Regions from separate parts of the Anas platyrhynchos genome. Here region 2 is linked to region 1. The links are chromatin contacts, called in public Hi-C maps. All regions are on one chromosome and are shown on one strand. The core of a region is the stretch at or near the end of the contact, and the rest is flanking DNA. Distances in the headings are between cores, read along the strand shown. Region 1 has its middle 5.3 kb from the start of HPRT1. Region 2 has its middle 57 kb from the start of HPRT1.

Region 1 (2,550 bases), core at 25-2,524:
TAGGTAATAGCAGAACACCTTTCTGGGAACGTGGTATCCAGCTGTTGTAGGCACTGCACTCCATGGAAAATGTGAAGAAAGTGGAAATAATCCAGAGAAAAGCAATGAGAGGGATGACAGGATAAAAAATGAGCCTTGTTTTAAGGTGATGAGAGAAAAGTGTTTTTCAAATCTATAAGAGAGCCACAGAGAAGAAAGAAAGAAACAGTTCTCACCATTGCAGGTAGGACAAGAAAAATAGGTTTAAGTTGTTGCAGGAAGCCTTTAGCTTAGGCATCAGAGTGGGTAATTGTCCTTGGCAGTAGGAAGAATTAAGCTGTAGCATGCACTTCCTGGAGAGATCGTGGAATCTATGGAATTCGATTTTAAAGGGAATATTTGTAGGCATCTTTTGGGGCTGGTGCAATTGTAGGTTGGAGGTGCTGGGGATAAGGCTAATGGAAATCCCTACCAGCTCTTTTTTTTTTTTTTTCTCTCCTCCACTCTAAGGCCTTCTGCAAGGAGTCAGAACCACTTTTTGGAAGTAAAACTCTGTACTGGCAGAGGTCCTGTGCTTGACCTTAAGGCTCAGAGCCATGCATTTCCTTTTTCATCTTTTCACTTAAAATAGCACTTGTGGTAGTAATAACATGCTCTTGCGGAGTGGCACAGGTCTGCATGGTTATGAACTTTCCGTCACCACCCAGCAAATGGCATTATCCACTCTTCTGTTTCAGATTTTCAGGAGTACTTCATTACTCCCAAATTCCTGATTGAATATGACCAAAAACTTCAACACATGTTTTTAGTGCACGAAGTGTACTTCATACAAATGTGTGGGATTGTTGCACACAACTTACTGATTTTTCTTCACTGTGTGCACATGTGCTCTGTGATGATACAGAGTTTGGGGTGACTGAACTGTTACCCAGTCTTTACAGAATTAGGGCAGCAATCTTAAACCTTCACTTGAACTTTTGCTAGAGATGATCTTCTATTTTGTTTAGACAGAGTTCTCTGCTTGCTTGCATTTGTTCTAAAATGACAGTCTGGACAAGAAGAAACCAACCAGGGCTGGCACTGCCCTGCCTTTTATTCCCTGGATACTTTACTTGGCACCTCACTTGGCACACATGCAATACCCTTTTTTCACCCCAGTACCCAAAGAAAATACGTGCTCCTGCACAGACTCCAGCCAAGTTCCTGCCTGCCAGTGGAGGGTGTTACAGAGGCTTGGGGCAGAGGGAGGAAACTCACTCCCGAAGCATATACTAAAAATAGGTCAATGCATTGCAAACAGCTTTGCTGTGAGAGCTTCCTTCTGGCATGCAGCCATGCAGCTGCCTTATAGTTTTGAGCCTAGATACCTCCAAAACAAAACAAAAAGTCACTAAAGTTAAATGCAGCCAGCAGTGCTTATAGTCTTGATAATCCCTACAGTGTATCAATTTTAGTTTCTTCCAGAGTGCAGGTAGCTTGCTCAATTTAACTTCAAATGTCTGAGTTACACCATTGGCAATCCCTGAAGTCTGCCAAGTTCAAAGCAGGGAGGAGGCCTTTAATCTAAAGTTGAAATACTCGGATGATATGTCCAAAAAGTTTTCCTGTGGCTTTCCTGTGGAGTAGGAACTGCAGTAGCTAGGTTACAAGAAGTTTTTAAACTCTCCAAATTGCTGCTAACTAAACATCCTTAAATCCTGACATGTGAGTATGAAATGAGAAAGTCAGTTCCTTAATTTAGACTAGCTTGAAAAGAGTAAACTTTTTTTACACAAGACTCCCTGGACAGTTGGGCTGAATAATAGAAGTGATTCATTCAGGTCTTGATGCTTACAAGTTTCTTGGGTTTTGCCATATTTTCCAGTGATTTGTGACAACATTTTGCCCTAAAATAAATCGCATCATGTCCTGCCATATGTTTTGACTATGAAAATGGAGGTTTCAGTTTGAATACCGAGCTTCGTTGTTATTTCTTTCAAAGGCTGTTGATCATTTAGATACAAGCTTCACATTTTCCTTTATCGTGATTTCTCATTTGCATCAAGAATATTTTCCAAAATAGTAGTTAAATCCCTCCGATGATTTTCAGCTATGTCACATAAATCACTGAAAACACGGAGAAAAACACCTGTGCAAAATTACCTTTTTTTTGGTCTAATATTCAGCTTATATTTGAGTCTTCTGTATCCAATTATCTGATTTGTGTGGCAATGAAACAGAAGATCAGCATCATTGTACTTCACATTCTTTTTAAACTCATCAGTAGAATGACCACACTAGTTGGTCTGTAAGTTTGTAATTTAAGATGTGCCTGGAAGGGGTTCAAAGAGACAGGAGCTGCAGTGTGTCTCACTTCCCTTTGGAAAGCCTTTCTGAAACTGTCAAGCAATATTTACATCAAAAAGGAACTGAATTCTGGTAAACTTTTCCAGACTCCAAGTAAACCAAACAACCTGAGATTTAGATAAACCTTGGTGGATTTAAAAACTTGATGGTATCACTGTCTAAGACTTGTGTTAGCCCATCAGATATTACAGACGTACATTTTGAGGAAAGGCTTTCAGTTAATAG
Region 2 (2,550 bases), core at 16-2,515, 62 kb after region 1:
GAAGGTAAAAAAAATGAGAAAATTATCTTTCATGTGAAATCTCTTTTTCAATCTCTTCCCATGACTCTGAATTTTTCCTGTTAGTTACTGTGTCTTTTAAATGTGCCCTTTCAAGCCCTTCCCAATGGCCCCGTCTGCCTGGCCACCAGCAGTGGAGGCAGAGCTTTGCATGAGGACTTGCAGGGCTCTGAAACCCTCGCTGGCTCCTGGTGGGAGATCACACTCAGACAACCCCGAGCACCCCCCTGCACTGGCAGCCTATGGATAAAATCTGGGTGGGTGACTTAAGAGCCTCAAAAATTGCCATGGTGAGTAATCCTCCAAGATTTGAAGTTACTCGTGTAAACACGGGCTTGACAAATACTGTCTTTTACAAAAAATAAAAATAAAAAATAATAAAAAAATCAAAGGATCACACTTGCTTTTAAAGTGATGTTTGGTCACAATACTCTGTTCTTCAGGTCAGCTACATTGCAGAGAGTACACAACCACTTCAAAATAATTGATGCAGTATCTGTTCTGCTAGCTGATGTGTTTTAAAAACTGTACATCCAACAAATGCCAATACGTGGTTCATATGTACTAGGTTCTATCCTGGAAACATGCACACATGCTTTATTTCTATCTTCACTGAGAATAGGACAGGATTTTGCATTCCTGTACTTTTCATAACTCTCTCCTCACCCTGCTATGGGTAGTGGCAAAACTTTCACAGCACATAGTCTCAAACAACTGTGGTGGAGGAGCTTTTATTGAGGGGACTCCAGGGGCTGCTGCTGTCTCCTTTGTGCCACAGGTTGAGCAAAAAGGGACTGCCAGGGAGGAGGTTCAGCCCCAGTTAATGCAGAAAAGTGGCAATGCACAGATCAGAAACATAACAAATTCCTTTATCCTGGTGCTTCTTGGGCAGACTGAGCATCTCGACATTTGATGCCTTGGGGACAAGGCTGGCAGGGCTGTTTCTTCTTGTCATTCTTTCCTGAGTAGCTTTTAGTGTTGCACGTAGGGAGATCACAGCAGAGGGAAAGGGAGACACAAACCCTCTTTTCTCAGACTCTTGGCTAAAACCCAAATATGTTAAACATTTCTGCTAGGAATTGATTCCTCACAGCAAATCTCCAAGCTCTTGTCTCTGAAAGCTATAAACCCAGGGCTGTTTACATGAGATCAGCACATGCCCATGCTGCTGTACACTTCACAGCGTGTGCATTTCGTGTATCTATAGAAATAGGGAATCCATCCTAGCAAGCCCTCTAGCGGTCTCAGCTGGGGAGATGGGGCCAGATCCAGACACGAAGGCTCCACACAGTGCAGGAGGACCAGCAAAACCTTCCCTAAAGCCTGAAGACCTCAGAAGATATGAACCGGCACTTGCGGGCAGCCAAACAGTGCAGCCAAAGACCCGTGTGACATTTCAGCTGTGCATAAGGCACCGAATAAACAGAAAATATTGGAAGCACATTTCTAGAGAGTTTGCAGAAATATTGTTTGGGTAGGGGAAAGGGAAGAGCTATGTTTTGCATTGCATCCCATCACACTGTGGTACTAGTCACAATTTTGTGATGGCTTTCCTTTTTATTTAGGGGAAAGGGATAAAAAGCATGATGGAAGTCATGGAAGTGGTTAAATGGAAAGATCTGTTGATCTTGCAAGACCACTGGTAAATAATTTAACAAAGATCTTTAACGAGTATCACTCTACAGGGAAAAAATAGGTCCATTTTAAACACTGCTTTTCCAATTTTCCAATTGGAAATTTCTCCAATTTCGACCGACCCTGAACGTGTGCGGGATCTGCTACTCCACCTGGATCCCTACAAGTCCATGGGTCCGGATGGGATTCATCCCCGGGTGCTGAAGGAGCTGGCGGACGTCATCGCGGAACCTCTCTCAATTATTTTTCAACGATCCTGGGAGTCTGGAGAGGTCCCGGTAGACTGGAAGCTGGCAAATGTTGTGCCGATTTTCAAGAAGGGTCAGAAAGAAGACCCTAGCAATTACAGGCCTGTCAGTCTCACGTCAGTGCCTGGTAAAATCATGGAGAAGATGGTTCTCGAACGTATTGAGGCGCACCTGGGGGACAAAGCAGTCATTGGTCCCAGCCAGCATGGGTTTGTGAAGGGTAGGTCCTGCCTAACTAACCTGATTTCCTTTTATGATAAGATCACCCGTATGGTGGACCAAGGGAAACCAGCTGATGTGATTTTTTTGGACTTCAGCAAGGCTTTTGACACGGTTTCCCATAGGATCCTACTGGACAAAATGTCCAGCATACAGCTAAATAAAAACATCATACGATGGGTGAGCAATTGGCTAACGGGCAGGGCCCAAAGGGTTATGGTGAATGGGGCTGCGTCAGGCTGGCGGGCGGTCACCAGTGGGGTCCCTCAAGGCTCCATTTTAGGGCCGGTACTTTTCAATATTTTTATAAACGATCTGGATGTAGGAATAGAAGGCATTTTGAGCAAGTTTGCTGATGACACCAAACTTGGAGGAGTTGTGGACTCGAATGAGGGTGGAAAGGCCTTGCAGAGGGATCTGGATAGGTTGG

The links. A called contact is a pair of places that touch in the nucleus more often than the background predicts.
Region 2: a contact with region 1 is called in a Hi-C map of liver, with 1.9 times the contacts expected there. The contact joins two enhancer-like sites. A contact is called at or near these places in 2 of 8 Hi-C or Micro-C datasets (liver and subcutaneous adipose tissue).

What each region holds. Positions count from the first base shown.
Region 1 is chr10:16,806,062-16,808,611 of IASCAAS_PekinDuck_T2T, forward strand. No RefSeq gene overlaps it. Among named protein-coding and RNA genes, the nearest start is that of HPRT1, 5.3 kb to the right of the region's middle. Within about 2 kb of position 1,275, at least 2 of the 8 cell types and tissues checked have an H3K27ac peak or open chromatin away from gene starts, as enhancers often do.
Region 2 is chr10:16,867,921-16,870,470 of IASCAAS_PekinDuck_T2T, forward strand. No RefSeq gene overlaps it. Among named protein-coding and RNA genes, the nearest start is that of HPRT1, 57 kb to the left of the region's middle. Within about 2 kb of position 1,266, at least 2 of the 8 cell types and tissues checked have an H3K27ac peak or open chromatin away from gene starts, as enhancers often do.